2 separate regions of the Sus scrofa genome follow, and region 1 is linked to region 2. Evidence: chromatin contacts called from public Hi-C data. All regions are on one chromosome and are shown on one strand. The core of a region is the stretch at or near the end of the contact, and the rest is flanking DNA. Distances in the headings are between cores, read along the strand shown.

The links. A called contact is a pair of places that touch in the nucleus more often than the background predicts.
Region 1: a contact with region 2 is called in a Hi-C map of liver, with 1.9 times the contacts expected there. The contact joins two enhancer-like sites. A contact is called at or near these places in 1 of 5 promoter capture datasets (liver), 11 of 47 Hi-C or Micro-C datasets (blood, brain, embryonic fibroblasts and 6 more) and 1 of 2 datasets of contacts at active chromatin or transcription factors (alveolar macrophages).

What each region holds. Positions count from the first base shown.
Region 1 is chr13:71,832,188-71,837,229 of Sscrofa11.1, reverse strand. The region is part of intron 2 of RAB7A (ras-related protein Rab-7a); the gene reads left to right. Among named protein-coding and RNA genes, the nearest start is that of RAB7A, 52 kb to the left of the region's middle. Within about 2 kb of position 1,514, at least 13 of the 83 cell types and tissues checked have an H3K27ac peak or open chromatin away from gene starts, as enhancers often do. A contact at or near this core is called in alveolar macrophages and liver, where this site is marked.
Region 2 is chr13:71,777,567-71,783,118 of Sscrofa11.1, reverse strand. It overlaps RAB7A (ras-related protein Rab-7a), which reads left to right. Exons shown (of 7, transcript XM_021069433.1): 6 at 715-843; 7 at 4,285-5,552. The coding sequence ends at 4,380. It overlaps LOC110256294 (a long non-coding RNA gene), which reads right to left. Exons shown (of 4, transcript XR_002337669.1): 2 at 5,527-5,552; 3 at 4,558-4,694; 4 at 3,216-3,535. Among named protein-coding and RNA genes, the nearest start is that of HMCES, 48 kb to the right of the region's middle. Within about 2 kb of position 2,903, at least 11 of the 83 cell types and tissues checked have an H3K27ac peak or open chromatin away from gene starts, as enhancers often do. A contact at or near this core is called in alveolar macrophages and liver, where this site is marked.

The DNA of each region.
Region 1 (5,042 bases), core at 265-2,764, 56 kb before region 2:
GCGGGAGGGCCCAAGAAATAGCAAAAAGACCCCCCCCCAAAAAAAAAAAGGATACCAAATAGTCCATGGTGTTCATTCACAAACCACTTTCCTATCCTAAGAAATCTTATGTGGGGACCTCTCCTTGTGCCTTGCAGTGTCCTTCACATGCGGTAGGTGTGGAAAGAATGTTTGCACGAGTCCTCACTTGCCCTCCACATTTCCGGCACCCCACCTCCCTTCTTAAAGTTTCCTGAGTAGTCCTAAAGTGGTCCTTAGTCCTGCTCCCACCCAGCCAGCGAACCTGTGTTTCCACTGACCTGCGTGGGACCCTGCACAGACTGTCTCCAGCTTGTCTCCCTGACTTTGTCCCTTGGCTGCAAAGCCCATGTTGCCCTGACCTGCTTTACCAGCCTTTTCCTGATCACATGTGATCCCCTGCTTCTTTAGTCTGTCTGCATCCTGCCTAACTGGGTACCACTAGCTTTGTTTCTTAAGCTCTTCCTGGCCACTTGGGCTTGTCGTATTCTCACCTTTCGCTGAATCCCTGCCACCCATATTTTATATAGTGACTTAAACATGTCCTGTAGATGTTTTCATGCTTAAGGAGAGGGTCTTAGGGTAGATCCTAGATTAATATATTGTTTGCCCCCAAAATGTAACCATTTTGAAAGAACTAAAAATACATTCCCCAAGTGGCTTTTGATACACACACACACACACACACACACACACACACACACACACACACACACACACACACACAACACACCCTACCTACCTGTGTTTGGTTCCCTGTGTTTGAGAAAAGAAATACCTGTAAATTCTCCACATTGTTTGAAATCGGTGGACCAGATCCTGTGGGACTGTGGCAGCTTCCATAAGCAGGGCCACAGGAGGGTTTTCAAGGTAGTTCCTCAGCTTCAGTTTCTGCCTCTGAAAAATGAGAGTACAGGAAGTTCCCATTGTTGCTCTGTGGTAATAAACCTGAATAATATCCATGAGGATGTGGGTTTGATCCCTGACATCGCTCAGTGGGTTAAGGATCCAGTGTTGCCATGAGCTGTGGTATAGGTCATAGATGCATCTTGGATCTGGCATTGCTGTGGTTGTGGTGTAGGCTGGCAGCTGCAGCTCTGATTTGGCTCCTAGCCTGAGAACTTTCATATGCCTCAGGTGCAGCCTTAAAAAAAAAAAAGTGAGGCTACAGCAGCCCCTCTTATCCCTAGGTTCACATTTGTGGTTTCAGTTACCTGTGGTCGACCATGGTCCAAAAATACTAAATGGAAAATTACAAAAGTAAACAGTTGGTGATTTTTGAATCGTGTGCTGTTCTGAGTAGTATGACGAAATCTCCTGCTGCCTTGGTCCTTCTGCCTGGGATCCCCAGCCTTATGGTCCACATGCTCTTCTCCATACATCAGGCATCGACCTTGTTGTGGCTCCAGGATCCTGGGTCCCCCGAAGCAGATGTCATCCATCTGACATGTCATCAGGTCATTGGTAGCCTAACTGTTGCAATGTCTAGTCTCTCCTCCTTATTTCCTTGTGTCATGTGGACATTTGATCATCTTGCATCACAGGAAGAGGAAGGGTGAGCACAGCACTGTCAGGTGTTTTGAGAGAGAGTTAAACTTTATAGTGGGTATAGGGTTCAGTACTTACTGTCTGTGGCTTCAGGCATCCAGTGGGGTCTTGGAACCAATCTCCCAAGGATAAGGGCAACCACTTGTAGTTTAACTGACCACAAGATCCTTCCTGTTTTAACTTGCTTTGGCTCTTGGTTGTATGGCAGTGGCTTTAGCAATATCCTAACTGGCAAGGTGACCCCATCAAAACCCAAAGGACCCTTCAGCCATTGGAAAAGCTGTACCCTGTGTGGAGTCCTGCTCATTCACTTCTTTCTGAGGGGCAAGGGTGACCTCAGTGCTAAATGCTTAGCTTTTTCCTAGAATGAACTTGTTTCTGAACTATAGAAGCAGTGTAGAAGTCTTCAAGTGAAGAATTCTCTACCATCCTTCCATGTAATTTGGTGACTGTATGTCCACATTTACATTGTTATAGTTAAAGGGGATTGTACAGTACATATTTCTGTAGCTTGCTTTTAAAAATTTCTGTCTGTGTACTAGACATCTGTGCTTGTCAGTACATTGTTTACAATGGCTGCTGAATACTGCTGCCAAAGTTTAACTGACCTCTGAATGAACATATCAGTTACTTCCAAGTTTTTAACAAAATTATTTAATGTTTGTCTGTGTCTCTGGTTATTTATTTACTTAAGATATAGTGGTTATACAAACTTTAGAGGTTTGGTATTCATTATTACACTGCCTCCAGGAAGGTTATGCACTCGATATTTGTCATTTGGAAATTCTTTTTATATAAATAATTGCCAATTACTAGTTTTCTTTGTGGGGAAATTTTAAGTGGTGCCTCACTATTTAACATTCCTATTTCCTTGTTAAATGGATTCAACTTTTTAAAAAAGATTAACCATTTGTTTTTCTTTTGTGAATGGGCTTTTGTTCTCTAAAGCCCAGGGGAGGGTTTTTTTTTAAATGATTTTTATTTTTTCCATTATAGTTGAAATTTTTTTTTTTTTTTAATACATAGCAAGAATGTTTTGGAGTTCCTATTGTGGCTCAGGGGGTTATGAACTTGACTTAGTATCCATGAGGATGAATGTTCAATCTCTGGCTTTGTTCAGTGGGTTAAGGATCCAGCATTGCTGTGAGCTGTGGTGTAGGTCACAGATGTGGCTCAGATCCTGCGTTGCTGTGGCTGTGGTGTAGTTCGGGTAGTTCGGCAGTTGCAGCTCCAATTCATCCCCTAGCCTGGAAACTTCCATATGCTCCGGGTATGGCCCTAAAAAGCAAAAAAAAAAAAGTGTTTCTTACATAGTAAGAATATTTTTTATGTGGTAAGAATGTTGCCCCTTTTTCATGTTGCAGTGTTTCTGACTTGTTTCTCTTGGCTTGGTTTGGTTAGTACTGTTTTTCTAGTATAAAATCTTTTCTGTAGTCACATCTGTCCATTTGTTTTGTTTTCTGGGTTTCATATCATGTCCCATCCCTAGGACAATAAAAGCAGTGTTTTTTCCTAGTGCTTAGCAAGGAATTCTCCGTGATGTGATGTCAGAATCTTTTCCTATATGCATAGCTGCCCCAGTATTTCACTGTGTTGTCATCCTTTCCTCACTGATTATAAAGTTTTTTTAATCACACACACTAATTTTCCACCTACATGTGCCTTTTAAAAACACATCTGTTCATCCTTTGTCTCTGGGACAGTGCCCTGGCTTATTTGCTGCTCTGCTTCATAATGTATTTTGATGAGCTGGGCGGTTTTCCGTCTTTGTAGAACTCTGTTGAAGTTATGCTCAAAGGCATGTTTGCTTCTGATTAAATTGGTGCTCCTCCTGCTCCTTGTCCTGTTTCCTCATCAACTTGTCTGACATCATTTATCAGGAAATTTAGAAGAAGCCTTTTCCTGAGACAGCCTGGTAGAGGGAAGAGGCTCCTTCCCACCCCCCGCCCCCCCATGTATCTGGACAAACCCACACCCTCACTCACTCAGTCTGCAGGTCTTACTGAGCACCTGCCATGCCCCCCAGGCTTGTACACCCTGCTTCCTGACCCTCAAGGACCCTTGGGTTTGCTGGGACAGTAGTGCACATCTTTTAATCCTTATATCCTGGTTGCCCTGTGTGATGTATTGAAAAGAGACTTGGGAAAGCAGGTATTATGTTTTAAATTATGTTCATGATGCTTTTAAAAGCATTTCATGTTTTTGTTTTTGTTTTTTTAATGGCTGCACCCCCAGCATATGAAAGTTCTAGGCCAGGGATTGAATTGAGGCACAGCTGTGACTTACACCACAGTTGCAGCAATGCAGGATCCTTTAACCCATTATGCTGGGCCGGGGATCCAACCCACACCTCTAGCAGTGACCCAAGCTGCTACAGTCAGATTCTTAACCCACTGCACCATGGTGGGAACTCCCAAGCCTTTCTTTCTTTTTTTTTTTTTTTTTAATATTTAAATTTTTTTGGTCTTTTTGTCTTTCTAGGGCCACACCCTCAGCACATGGAGGTTCCCAGGCTAGGGGACGAATTGGAGCTGTTGCTGCCTGCCTATGCCAGAGCCACAGCAATGCCAGATCCCAGCAGCGTCTGCGACTTACACCACAGCTCATGGCAACACCGGATACTTAACCCATTGAGCGAGGCCAGAGATCGAACCCGCCAGCTCATGGTTCCTAGTCGGATTCATTCCCGCTGTGCCACGATGGGAACTCCCCAAGCATTTCATGTTTTGTCATCTTTGGTTTTGTCTTGTGATATTAGTACATACAATTACTTCTTAATCTGCTATTTAGATGGGTTTTTATTCCTAACTGCTCTTGTCTAACGTTGACAAACAAGATTTCTTTGTCATACCTCTGGAGATTATGTAATCATAGCAGATTACATAGGCATGGGCCAGACTTGGCATATGTTAGAAATGTTTCTTTTTGGAGTTCCTGTCATGGGTCGGCCAGTTAAGAACCTGAGTAGTATTCATGAGGATTCGTGTTTGACCCCTGGCCTTGCTCACTGGGTTAAGTATCTGCGTTGCTGCGAGCCGTGGAATAGGTCACAGACACAGGTCGGATCTGGTGTGGCTGTGGCTGTGGCTGTGACATAGGCCGGTGACTGCAGCTCTGATTGGACCCCTAGCCTGGGAAGTTTCAAATGCTGCAGGAGTGGCCCTAAAAAAAAAAAAAAATTTTTTTGTTATTTATTAATTGTAAGAGATAGAGGGGGGGAATTAATTTTTACAGATAAAGACTAGACTGTTGGGCCAGTCTTTATTTTCAGGGCTTTTGAGGAAATGTTAGCATCTGAATTGTCAAAAACAATTACCTTTTCAACAGAAAAAAGTATAGCGGGTCAACCAATCCTTGCTTTTTTTCTCTTGCTTGTTATCCTTTAAAGGTATAGCTAGTCATTTCCACATGTTATTATATGACTTGTTCACATGTGACTGTCCAGACGCTGCTGCCGAATGGCAGTCTTCTGTGTT
Region 2 (5,552 bases), core at 1,654-4,153:
TTGAGAGCCACCTGCTTCTGAGGGGCTTTTGTGAGTTTGGCACGTTCTATGCCGAGCCTGGAGTGCTGGGGGTGCACTGCCTCCACGCCAGCTGCCTCTGAGGACCAGGGCCAGGAGACCGGCTTACATCCCCACGCTGTCCCTGGCTGACTCTGACCTACTGCCTGTGCCTCTGCACCTCGTTCCCCCATCCCCAGGAGGGGATTAGATATTGTTGTCTTCAGGGCCTGCCTAGGTCTCCACGCATACAAAAGGTCCCTGAGGCTTTGAGTAAGATTGCTCTGGTTTACCTTCAAGTAGCATCTCCCTGGGGACAGAGAGTATGTCTTAATTAGAGCTCGGCTTTCCCATCTTCCCTCAGTAACCTAGTTCTCCTTTCATGCGGAGAATGGGTTGGAGGTGGGGTGGGAGCTGCAGGATTTGGGCCCTTAGGGATGTGGCACAGGTGATATAACCGGTGGTGACAGGGAAAGGGCTTCAGGCCTGACAACCAAGCCTCCAGGTGTTTCCCAAGCTGCAGACCCCCCAAGGTTCCACAGGAGATGAGGCTTTTCTTCATGGGCTGCTGCGTGTTTACTGGGAGCTATGGCTGTAGCCAGGGTGGCAGTGGGCACATAGCCAGCATCTCCTGTGGACGGGGACCACGGCCCTTCTGGGCAGGATAGCAGCCATGCCGGGCAGCCCTGTCTTGAGCACACATGCCTCTCCTTCTAGGTGGCCACGAAGCGGGCGCAGGCCTGGTGCTACAGCAAAAACAACATTCCCTACTTTGAGACCAGCGCCAAGGAGGCCATCAATGTGGAGCAAGCCTTCCAGACGATCGCTCGGAACGCGCTGAAGCAGGTGGGTCTCAGCCCCTGCCTGTCTTTTCCTTACCCTTCTCTCCTAGCTGTCATTATCTGGGACAGTAATGACACGTTCTGCTAAAGCTTTCAGGAAGGATTTGTTGGTCAGTAACTTCAGTGGTGGAGGGCAATGGGGAGGTCAGCTAAGGCTGCCCTTGTCTGACCGGCACCTTTGCAGCTGTTGAAGTTGGGCCTCTAGAGGGCCCTCTTTAGGTTCCTTTTCCTGGTTAGGGAGGGAACTTGAATTCCAGTCCCAACTCTGCCTCTCATTGGATCTGGTTGGGGTTTTGTCTGTTACTTTTACTTTTATTTGCATTTATTTTTTGCGGAATTTATTCCTAGGCTCTAAGTTTTTGTTTCTTCAGTTTCTTCGGGATATCTTGTTCTTCTGGTTTAGAACAGGGTGCTCTTTCTCTGTCAGTGGGGTTGGCGGGGGAGGGGCGGTGCTTCTGGGTGGCTTTGTTGCCCTGCATGTGCTCAGTGACTGGAGAGTGCACACCCGAGCCTTGAGGTTCAGCGCTCTTCTCATTCTGGAGTTTGCGCAATTAAAATTCAGCACTTCCAGAGTTCCCACTGCAGCTCAGCAGGTTATGAACCCACCTAGTATCCATGAGGAATAGGGTTTGATCCCTGGCCTTGTTCAGTGGGTTAAGGACCTGGTGTTGCTATGAGCTGTGGTGTAGGTTGCATAGGAGGCTCAGATCCTGTGTTGCTGTGGCTGTGGTATAGGCCAGCATGTATGGCCCTAAAAAAGCAAAGCAAAAAAAAAATTCAGCACTTCCTTTAATCCACTGACCCTGTGTCCTGTGCTACTGTTTGGCCTCCCACCTCCACCACTGTTAAGACAGAATGGGGGAGTTCCCATCATGGCACAGTGGAAGCAAATCCAACTAGTAACCATGAGATTGCAGGTTCAATCCCTGGCCTCGCTCAGTGAGTTAAGGATCCAGCGTTGCTGTGAGCTGTGGTGTAGGTCGCAAACTCGGCTCAGATCCCAAGTTGATGTGACTGTGGCGTAGGCCAGCAGTAACAGCTCCTATTAGTCCCCTAGCCTGGGAACCTTCATATGCTGCAGGTGTGTCCCTAAAAAGACAAAAAAATATGGAATGGCACACACTGCTTCTGTAAAGTGACAGCTTTGAGATGTTTGGTGGCTTTTCATACCCTTAATGGCCTGGGCAGTTTCACAAGTGCTCCTAAAGTGATTACGAAGATTTGAATGATTTTGTGGGGTTTTTGGGTCAAGTGAATAGTGAGCCATTTTTAGAGGTCGCTGAAGCCACTTAATGGAAAAGGAAGCTGGATCTAGTTTTTATCATATCTGAGCCCCTGCCCCTCCTGCTAACCTTCGGGTGTTAATGGAGGTGAAATGAGGTATACTGACTCTCAGTTGTCCTGAATGATCCCCAGAAAGTTAACCCAGAGCTTGAGTAATTCTAGTCCTTGGATAAAGTTTGCCTGCATTTTCTTGTTTCTTCAGCTGTAAACCGCCGCCCCCCCTGCCCCTGCCAAGTAAGTGATCTCTTGTTGGTATGTGTTAATTGAAGGCTTTTTGGTTCAGCCGCTCTATTGGGGCCGGTGAGTACAGGCATATTCCAGGCCTCATTAGTATCTGTGGGGGTACAAAGCTCAGGGGAGTAAATGGTAAGTGGGAAGGGCCCTGCAGGTCGCTGGCTTCTGGCAGCAAGTTTGCCCAGGCTGTGGTGCTCAGCTGACAGGGCATCTGGACCTGTCAGAATGGGTGGATCCAAGGACTGGGGGCTCCCTGCATCACTGCTGGAGTTTCTCTGAAAGAAAAGTATACCAAGGGACAGCAAAAGTCTGCGAGCCAGTTTTTGTAGATTGTTAGTTTGGCCACTGCATGCCCAAGTTCCTGAGCCAGGGATCTATGCCACAGCCGTGACAGCACTAGGTCGTTAACCCATTGTGCCACCAGGACAACTCCAAGGCATGTGTATTTTTAATGGAGGGTGCCAGTGTTTTCCCCTGGGACAGTAATACTTCACTTCCTACCAGCAGGGGGTTTTCTTTTTTCCTGCCCTGCTAGCAAGCAGTAGGCCTCCCCTGGGGCGGTCCTGACACCGCCCCCTGGTGGGTTTTCTCTGCTACAGCTGGGCTGCCCTGTTCTTGCGAGCACTGATGAATTGAAATTAACTTCACCTGCAATGCAGTGATCCCTACCTCCTTTGGCCATAGAAAAAAATGGAATGCCTTTTTAAATTTCTAGACTTTCCCTGCCTTTTTTGTAGCCAATACTCTGGTACATTTGGGGTCTCTTTTTTGTCTACCCTCCCCTTTCCCGTGTACTCTGACCTCTGGGAAGGCCAGCCTCCCCTGGCTGGTTTTACAATTTTTGGTTGGCTATTGTGGTGCATTTTCCATTTAGACCAAGAGTTTTATTCCAGTTACAATTTTTTCCTTCCTCACCCTCCCCCAAGACACAAGCTTATTGAAAGTCTGACAGGAATTGTTATTATGACAGTTGTATTCATGTGCTCTGGATGCCATAACCGAGACCACAGACTGGGTGGCTGAAGCAAGGCTTATTTTTTTCTCCATTCTAGCGGCCAGTAGTCCATCATTAAGGTGCCACCAAATTCCGTCTCCATTGAGGAAAGTGTTTGCAGAGGGCTCAGGTCGCCAATGGCTGCCAGTAGGTCAGATTGTGTTTTGGGGGCGCTGTAAACATCCTGTAAGGAGACGGTGGTGATTATTATCTTCACGGACTTTGTGACCATACTAGAAAGCATGGACTGGACGCTCCGGGGTCAACCCCAGTAGAGCTTTTAATACGTAGGCCTAGAGGTTTGTCAGGCAGTTATGAATGGACCAACTTTAGGTGACTACAAGCACTCCCTGCTTTCTCTCCAAATCCTTGAATGGCTCCTGACACACAGGTAGGTGCTCAGTTTTCCACACCAGGAAGTAGAAAGCTGTTCCTCAGAGGAAACACGCTGCTTGAGCACAAGTGACGGCGCCAGCCACAGCCCTAGCAGATGCTGGGTACGGGTGGAGGGTCTGTGCCTGGCTGGGCTCCGTGTGCAGTGCTGGGGACAGATCCTCCTAAACCTTTGCAAGAAAAAGACCCTAAGTCCAGAAAAATAAGGAGACTGAGAGGGCAGCGAGCACTTGACCCTGGCCCACGTTGCCCCTGGACGTCTGACTCTACATGTCGGCAGAACCTCTGGTCATCCCCTGGCAGCCAGGATGCTCTGACGCAGGGCACCTCGGCTCCGTTTTCCTGCTCTTGCTGCAGAACTTCCCTCTTCCTCGTGCTTGGCCTTTTCAGGTTGAGCACCTTCTGCCAGAGCCCCCTCTTCGCTGCTGAGCCTGCCCCCGCCCCCTCCCCACTCTGCCCAGCTCAGGCCTGATAGCCAGGCTCTCCGCTGCTGCTGCTGCCCACATGCCCTGAGTAACCAACGGTCTTTCCCTTGCCCAGGAGACGGAGGTGGAGCTCTACAATGAATTCCCTGAACCCATCAAACTGGACAAGAACGACCGGGCCAAGCCCCCGGCGGAAACCTGCAGTTGCTGAAGCGACAGTGAGCAGAGCACAGAGTCCTTCACGATCCAAGAACACACTTAGGCCTTCCACCACACGCCCTCCTTCCCCAGAGTCATCTCTCCTTTCCAGCTGCCAAGAGAAACCCCACCCTACTACACCCTCACCCTGCACACACACACACACACACACACACACACACATACATACCTGACACAGACTCCACGGCACAGGCCCGAGGCGGCTCCATCAGCGTCCCCACAGCAGCCCTCTTGTGGCAGCAGGATGGGCCAGCTGTAGAAACCCCTCCGGTGTGGAGTCGGCATCAGAAGCTTCCTTTTTGTCCACTGGAGAGAGAGAACTGTTTACAGTTAATCTGTGTCTAATTAGTTACCTGATTTTTTTAACCGTCTTGTGGTCTTTTTACCCCCACCCGTCCCCTCCTGTGAAGGCTCCACTTGGGAAGGCTGGTGCCCCATGCTCATTACAGGCTCACACCCAGTCTGTCAGGCTGAGTTTTGTATGTATCTGTTAATGCTTGTTACTTTTAACTAATCAGATCTTTTTACAGTATCCATTTATTATGTAATGCTTCTTAGAAAAGAACCTTATAGTACATGTTAATATATGCAACCAATTAAAATGTATAAATTAGTGTAAGAAATTCTTGGATTATGTGTTTAAGTCCTGTAATGCAGGTGTAAAGATGGAGGGTTGAGCCCTGTCTGGATTACAGAGTGTTTAGCAACTCCGAATTCAGAAATCCAGCTGGAGGCAGTATTCTGTACAGTAGACATGAGAATTATGTACGCCTTTTATCAAAGACTTAAGAGCCAAAAAGCTTTTCATCTCTCCAGGGGGAAAACTGTCCAGTTCCTTCTGTATCTAAATTTTCCACAAGGTTGATTTGCATAATACAGTGTGTGTGCAATGGAGAAATGACTGTTGTTTGTTTTGGAACTTAAAACTCCCATTTTCCTTTTTCCCCACCCTGCTCCACGCTTTGAAACTCCCCTATTAGATCAGTGTCCCACCTACACGCGGGAAAGGAAAGTCCTAACAGATCTGTCCTGGTGATCTTACCTTTGTTCTAGAAGGCGCTCCTTTCAGGGTTGTGGTCCTTAGGTTAGCAAACCCTTCTTTTCCCCACCGCCTCCCAGTATTGCCCGCCAGGATTACCCTGTTTCTTTGGTGTGGAGCCGGGC